Regions from separate parts of the Mus musculus genome. Here region 2 is linked to region 1. The links are chromatin contacts, called in public HiChIP or PLAC-seq maps. All regions are on one chromosome and are shown on one strand. The core of a region is the stretch at or near the end of the contact, and the rest is flanking DNA. Distances in the headings are between cores, read along the strand shown. Region 1 has its middle 52 kb from the start of Gm40071. Region 2 has its middle 9.2 kb from the start of Gm25846.

Region 1 (4,030 bases), core at 562-3,061:
GTTCTTACTGTATCTATGGGCATGACTTACTCAATAAGTCATAATTGTAGTTTGTAGGATTCATAGCTGGGTTAGCTTAATGATTGCTTTTCTCCTCATGTATTGTCCATAGCACCATCTAGAACTGTGAAGCTAGTTATTAAGGATGAAGCCTCCAGACCAGTACCAGCTTGACTTCTCCATGTTCTTCAACTCTTGTATATGTTGTTTTGAGCAATAAAGTCTTAGAATCAAGTTTGGTGCGGGTATGCAAGAGTGTTAACTATTTGGAAGTCTAGGAACTCACTGCCCAACAAAAGAAGTAATCATTCCTGGCACTGGGATTTTTATTTGTTGACCAGTGGTGTCAAGTAGGAACATTATTAGCCAATTATGGGCTAATTGCCTTTTAATTCCATGTGTATATAATACATACATTTTTGAATAAGAAAGCTGTGTTTACATGTATGTGTAGATGTTTCCACAGAGACCATAATATAAAGAATAAAGAATGTGTCAGATCCTCCTCTGGGGCTGGAGTTATAGATAGTCATGTGTAGCAAGTACTCTTGCCCACTGAGCCATCTCTCCCACACACCCTAATGGATATTTTAATTATAAAAATTCCATTAACAAGTCTCTTGCTCTTTTATTCCAAAGGACAAGGGATATTGAATTTTAAGACAGAACAAAATTAAATAACTTCCATGGCATTTTATTTAAATACTATTAAAAAGCAGAGATAGTTGTGTTTCTATTTTCAAAAGTGAGAGAGAAACAGAGAGAAGGTTATTAATCCTCTCCCTCCTTTCTGGCACTTAAAGAAATTAACACCACAATGTTTTATCTTACTAATATTGGAGAATAAAGACTTTTAAGAAAATCAAATGGTCTTACTCACATGGCAAGCATGGCATTGTTTGCCTTCTCTTTTTCTTTTCTAATCAATAAATTCCTTGTGTTTCATTTATAAACATAAATAATTTGATTATTCATGATATGTTGATTAAGGATTCCTTTCTGTTGCATGTTAGTTTTCTTCTCAGGCTTCCTTTAAATGTATTAATAGTCACCAAATGAACTCCTAAATTTTAATAAGGAAGCAGCACCTGGAATTAATGTTACCCAAACAGCTATTGCACACTGTGTTGATATCCCACAATGTTCCAAACATAAGAATAGTCCTGAAATTTCTCAATATATACAAACATAAACACAGTTTCTTTGGTACTTTGTGAAAAAAAATGTCATGTGTGTGTTATTTCATAGCTTTAACTTCCTTGAAACATTGCTTAGTATTAGACACCAATATTTTACTCCCAAATGTAACTTGTCAAAATAGAATTGTGTGAACTAGCAAAAGGCAGAGGGTTCAAAATTTTCTGCATCTCCCCCCAAAAACATTGTTTGCACAGTAGTCAATAAATAAAAGGAAAAGTCAGGAGGGAGCCTTTTATGGTAAGAGAAATGCAGAGGATGACAGAAGTTATAAGACTGAGAAAAAACAAATCATCCTTAGAACTTTCCTTTGAAACAGCATTGCCTTTCAAAAGGAAAAATGTCCTGCCAAGTCAGCAGCCTTTGAGAGGGGGTAAATTTTAGGTGACTTTTGAAATACTAAACAAGCTTCCTGGCAAATATATAGAGCAGAGATAGATAGACTAAATGGGCTTCCTTATCAAAATGAGCCTACACTTAGAATATCACAGATTGCACACAAGTAAAATCAAGTAGAGAGGATGGAGGCAACAGTGGAGTACATCCATCCTGATAGCCTCCTGATAGTCAAGAGGAAAATGCATCATCTGTAGTATTCCCACATTTACTGGTCCTTTTTGTCTTGCTATATGGAGAAAAAATATGAATGAGCTCTAATTCTTGTTTAGTCACAGAACTGTTCAGTCAAGCAAGATGATAATGAATCTCTACAATGGGAAATTGATTGCAGGCTCTCAAAAATCTCAGTTTATTTATGTTTCAGAAATCTGTAGATGTGTCAGGATTTCTTAGTGGATTTTTTTTCTTTTCGCCACTTTATCTCGTGAAAAGCAGATGATAACAGATGAAATGCAAATGTATTTTGTCTTGAAGTGTCAGCCTACAACAAATATAAAAAGGGATATGCTTTTCTGAAGAGCGGGATAATCTAGTCAGTAATATATTTTCTCTGTAGAAGACTCTTCAATAGCACCTTGAGAGGCTACAAGATGCCCACATTGGTAGCAGCAGATTGAAAGTGTTTATTGTTTAACAATTGTCTTTACATCTCTTATCTACAGATGAAAGTATGCATACTCTCTGCTACATGCAAAGCCTTGTTGATTTTTAACTTTTGATAATAGTTTTATATATAGTATATGGTAAGAAACTTTGAAATATACTATTCATATATGGTTTTGCTTCATGACACAATTGAATTAGGTGGGGGTAGCAATAGGTCAGGTCTAAAATCATCAAAAACTATTGATAGGAAATCTGATAGACATCTTAATTCATCAAGCAATTTGAAGGCAGAAAGTCATGTGGTTGGAGGAATGCCATGGGGTCACCTTCAGGGCACTTTGCAGTATCTGTAAGGAACTATTGGGAATCTCAAATTAACAATAGAATATGTAGGGTAAGTGTCGAGAAACAGGGCATGCTATGGATGGTTATGACAGTTGAAATCACAGGAATATCTGAAGTGAACTATCATATACCGAGAGAGAGAGAGAGAGAGAGAGAGAGAGAGAGAGAGAGAGAGAGAGAGAGAGGAGAGAAATAGATGTGACTCGAACATCACAGTAGACAGTAGAAGACAATACAGCAACAAAGATCAAAATTGATGTGTGAGGAAATGACATGGTATCCAGAAAGGTGCGTTATACAAACCAAGGAGAAACAGGAATTTTAAAAAAGAGCAAAAATGTAGCAGGTTCTTAAGCAACCAAGGTATTCTGTTCTTCCCAAATAGAGGGTTATCACCACTTCTTCTGAATTATTCTGATACAATGTACATGGCAGCTCAGAGATGATTAGCTTTTAACCACATATTTTAACGAGCAGCTCTGTCTGTGTGCAGATTTTATGAGAGGCATTTATCTACTAAATGAAATGATGAACAAATCTACTTCTGGTTTTCATCGCAGTTTTGAGCAGGTTTGGTCTCCCTTTCAGCAATGCTTACAAGTAGAGATATTTTCCAGGGAACTCATGACATTGGAAGTTGTATAAACTGATGAAAGTGCTCGAGAAATCTAAATCAGGCATGTAAATAAAAAAATCCCCTTTTTGAACAATCCTGATTTGACCATGACAGATAAATCCAGGAGAAAATTTCACAGGCCATAGCTCATGGTAGCTGGTGAGCACCTCCTTTCTCTGAGATCTGTTGAAAACTCAAAAGAGGAGGAGGCACCAGGCAAAGCTCAGCATGTGCTGCCTCTGTAAGTAAGAGAAGAAATGGAGCCCCCAGAGTTGTGTCTCTAGTTGCATATGTAGCAGAGGATGGCCTAATCAGCCATCAATGGAAGGAGAGGCCCTTGGACTTGTGAAGATCATATGCCCCAGTACAGGGGAATGCAAGGGCCAGGAAGCAGGAGTGGGTGAGTTGGGGAGCAGGGTGAGGGGAGGGTATAGGGGGCTTTGGGGATAGCATTTGAAATGTAAATGAGAATATCTAATAAAACAACAACAAAAAAAAACCTGCTACTTGTCTACTAAGAAAAACAAAGAGAATAAATGGAAACCTTGCAACACAGAAACTTTCATGTGTAGAAATTGGTAATTGAAAAATCGCAAAATAATTTTAAAAAAGCATCTTTCTCCTAGTATCTCTGAATTACCTGCTTGCCTACAGACCCAGGAACTAGATAAGGAGCTGTTACCTGAATTCTTTTTTTTTTTTCATTTTCAAACAAATTTAATTGGAAGATTTTACAATATTTTTTATAATTTTAAAAAGGAAACTTTTTTTATTGGATATTTTCCTTATTTAGCTCTGCCAAAGTCACCTCATTTCTTTCCCCTTTCACAAATGAACACAAAGCAGGCAGTGCTCATTTGGCCTGCT
Region 2 (4,030 bases), core at 579-3,078, 490 kb after region 1:
GGAGCCAATAGGAGTGAGGGTGTGGTAGAATTCGGAGAACAGGAAAGAAAAGAACAATGTTCTGGATATGTCTAGCAAGGTCCTTTCACGTGACAGCGAGAGCCAAATGTAAATCCTACAAACCTGCAGATATATTGCATATCTGACAGCTGAGTATCATTCCATTTCTTCACTGTAAGTTCACTTATTCCTAAAGGATACTATTATTACCTTCTTAATACTAAATCATGATATGTAATTATGATATTTGAATTGGATGCTTATATCTCTGATATACTATAATTAAAAAGAATTAAAACAATACAAAGAATCAATAAAACCAAGAGCTGTTTCTTTAAGAAAATCAACAAGATCAATAAACCCTTAGCCAAACTAACTAAAAGATGTAGAGACAGTATCCAAATAAACAAAATCAGAAATGAAAAGGGAGACATAAGAACAGACAATGGGGAAATTAAAAATATTAACAAAAACCCAAAATTCTTATTTCAAAAACTAATACTTCACAAAATTGCAAAACCTTACTGAAATGGATGATTTTCTAGACAAATACTATTTACCAAAGTTAAATCAAGAAAAAGTAAACTATTTAAACAGCCTTATAACCCCTAAAGAAATCATTAAAGTCTCCCAACCAAAAAAAGCTTAGAGATGGACACTTTTAGCTCAGAGTTCTACCAGACTTATACTCCTCAAATTATTCCACAAAATAGAAACAGACAGAACACTACCTAATTCATTCTATGAGGCTACAATCATCCTGATACCTAAACCACACAAAATCTCAAGGAAAAAAGATAATTTCAGATAATTTCACTTATGAACATCAATGCAAAACTACTTAATAAAATTCTCAAAAACTGAATTCAAGAACCTATCAAAAATATCATTCACCATGATCAAGGAGGCTTCATCCCAGGATGCAGGGATGGTTCAAGATATGAAAATCTATCAATGTAATCGACTATATAAGCAAACCGAAACAAAAATATTACAATAGGGCCGCCGTGTCTGGCATCAGTGGGAAAAGATGTGTCTAATGCTATAGAGACTTGAAGTGCCAGGGTGGGGGGGATGCACAGTGGGGGCCCACCCTCTCAGAAGAGAAGGGAAGGGGGGTAGGAGGGAGGAACTCTTTGAGGTGGCAGACGGAGGCAGTGTTTAGGTTGGAAAGGAAGAAAGAAAGAAAGAAAGAAAGAAAGAAAGAAAGAAAGGAAGGAAGGAAGGAAGGAAGGAAGGAAGGAAGGAAAAGGAAGAAAGAACAAAAGAGAGAAAGAAAGAAAGAAAGAAAGAAAGAAAGGAAGAAAGGAAGGAAGGAAGAAAGAAAGAAAGAAAGAAAGAAAAAAGAAAATTCAATTTTATAGGGGGAAAAGATGAAAAATATTGTCAATTGTGCCAAAAACTGTAGTTAAATTTGGTACTAAGAAGTTTTAAAATTCACAAAGACTGCCATCATTATATGTACATTTCCTTCATACAAATTTTTCCAGTTTTTAAAAAGCCTAATCTTTCACATCTTCATACATGGCAATTTCAGATCACCAACAACAGAGCTGTCCCTAGTTTCTGGTCTGCTCCACTGGGAAAGAGGAATAAACCAACATATCATTCTTTATTTTCAAACTGAACAACAGAAGACATGATGTCTTTAAAACTCTTGGAAGTGTTTAACATGTAGACATTAAGTTAGGTGGGTACTTGACTAGATTTACTCAGCTTACCAAAAAATAGTTACACTTTAAAATGATCTACATAATGCATTGGAGTCAGACAGCACACAGTGTACCAGATAATCACACTTCATTCAGCGAGTCTCTGAGAATCCAGATAGCCTGGGAACATTGCTGACAAAATGGAAAAGTACACAGATACTGAATTCCAGTTTTGGTTCTAAATACCGCTGTGTCAAGCCCATAAACTCAAACAAGAGCCACATAGATTGCCCTTAAAGACTAAATACTTTCATTTCCTTGATCAATCCCTCATGCTTATTTAATGCAAGTAGGTTTGGAAACAATCCTGTACTTTTGTGAGTTGACTTGGCTCACTGAAAAAAACAGAGATTCCTTTTAATAGAAAGGCCCTTTTAGCAGCTGGAAAACCTTAAGGAGAGCTTAGTTAGAGAGTTAGTTGTGAACTCCTTGAGTACACTGTGGATGACACATTGGGGATGGATCAGAACTGCAGGTTCATGGGGAGAACGGAAGGCATATGTAAGAAACTCTCACCATTTACTGTGCTCTTCATGACTGCAAAATAAAGTTGTAAGAACAAGAATAAAGAAGAAAGTTACCATTGGGTCCCCACCTTCAATTCTAATAAAAGTAAACTGAAGACAACAATAATTTCAAGCCTAGAGTCAGATGTTGTGAGTGTGACTGTGTTCCAAGGTTGTGGTTGTCACAGGCATTAAGACTTAGCAGGCTCTTGCTAAGACTAGAAGTCAATCATGGGATTAATTGCAATGCAAGTTCTGAACATCACACGATGACACCCTTCTGGGTGACTCAGGGTAAGCTGGACATGTAGAGGATCATACTTGAGCAAAGATGAAAACTTGTTTAAACTAAGTCTAGAAATACTTTTTACCAGACTCTGGGTTGACCCTTCGTCGGAAACATTATTTTTTAATTCAGTAATAAGAACAATGAGTATAATGTGTACACATCTTCCATGTTCAAGGTACAACCATCTTTCTTACATTTTTGTCTCCTGTGACAACAGTCTCACAGAATAGATGGAATTATTAGTTCCATTTTTTTTTTCAGGCTAAGAGCCTAGTCCTGGGGGAGATTAATTAATTTGTCCATGAAAGAATTAGGGATTGAATCTATGCAATGTAAGCCTTTTATACTTTAAAATATCTTTTCATTAGTGTTTCTTGACAGTCAAAAACCAGAAAGCAGTTCTGAATTTTAAAAAAGTGTATCTTTATACCAGTGAATTTAATTTGTTTAAGAATGGCTATTCACTTTTAAAATTCCCCTGAATTACTTTTCAATTTACATTTCTGATAAAGAGTGAGCTTCTTAAGGAACTTTTATTTTTCAAACACTTTTCCTTAGGTAGTTCTTTGCACATTCTGGGCACTCAAATGTGTGTGAGCCAAGCCAAATGAATCTATGAGCAAGCTGCCTGTTGGGGCTACCACAGCAGCATGGTAGCGGCACCTCCCAGATAAGCTTCCTAAAGACAGCCACACCGTGCCAGAGTTGGATGGTGAAATTTGCCAGCCAGTCCAATTTTGGGGTACAGTGTCATAACAACTTTAAAAGTGTGATTAGAAAATTCGTTGAGACTGAACATCTTAGAAGCACTTGTTCCTGTCTTTCCCACACAGAAAAGTCCTGGAGCAGCAATTCACAGATAAAGAATTCTCCTCTCTCCCTCTCCCTCTCCCTCTCCCTCTCCCTCTCCCTCTCCCTCTCCCTCTCCCTCTCCCTCTCCCTCTCCCTCTCCCTCTCCCTCTCCCTCTCCCTCTCCCTCTCCCTCTCCCTCTCCTCTTTCTCTCCCTCTCCCTCTCCTCTTTCTCTTTCTCTCCAAATTCATCAAACCAGTGAGATTTAGGTTAGAAAACTGTATTATTTAGGTAATTCTTATCTAAAGAACAGTTGGAAGGAAAAGACATAATTATCCAATGAGATCCTTGGTGAGCTGTGTTCTTTTCATTGATATCCTTTTTCTGTTCATTTATATATTTATTATTAAAAACTAAATTGGACCAGAAGGTACAGCTCAGTGGAAAAATACTTGTCTAGACATAGAGACCTTGGATTTGACCTTCAGAAGTATCAAAATTTTAAAGTGGTATAATTCATAGCATACCATACAGTATTAATTCCTGTACATGTTGAGTAATGTTCACACCAAGGAAAGCATTACTGCTTATTCTTTTTAAAAATCATTTTATTCACTTATACTCCAAATGTTGTGCCCTTTCCCAGTCCACCCTCTAAGAGTTTTTTCACACCCCCTCCATTTGCCTTTGAAAGGGTACTCACCCACTTATCCCCCTCACCTACTTACCTAC

Evidence for each region. HiChIP or PLAC-seq counts read pairs in DNA pulled down with a chosen protein or histone mark.
Region 2: an H3K27ac HiChIP or PLAC-seq map of SST interneurons shows a contact between it and region 1, with 3 times the contacts expected there. The contact joins two enhancer-like sites. A contact is called at or near these places in 16 of 39 promoter capture datasets (the 3T3-L1 cell line, 3T3-L1-derived adipocytes, the C10 cell line and 10 more), 65 of 484 Hi-C or Micro-C datasets (the 63-12 cell line, the AML12 cell line, B cells and 50 more), 6 of 115 datasets of contacts at active chromatin or transcription factors (SST interneurons, acute myeloid leukemia, bone marrow-derived dendritic cells and 3 more) and 2 of 9 other capture datasets (embryonic tail and macrophages).

Annotation. Positions count from the first base shown.
Region 1 is chr3:75,215,355-75,219,384 of GRCm38.p6, forward strand. No RefSeq gene overlaps it. Among named protein-coding and RNA genes, the nearest start is that of Gm40071, 52 kb to the left of the region's middle. Within about 2 kb of position 1,812, at least 3 of the 459 cell types and tissues checked have an H3K27ac peak or open chromatin away from gene starts, as enhancers often do. A contact at or near this core is called in SST interneurons, where this site is marked.
Region 2 is chr3:75,703,548-75,707,577 of GRCm38.p6, forward strand. No RefSeq gene overlaps it. Among named protein-coding and RNA genes, the nearest start is that of Gm25846, 9.2 kb to the right of the region's middle. Within about 2 kb of position 1,829, at least 8 of the 459 cell types and tissues checked have an H3K27ac peak or open chromatin away from gene starts, as enhancers often do. A contact at or near this core is called in SST interneurons, where this site is marked.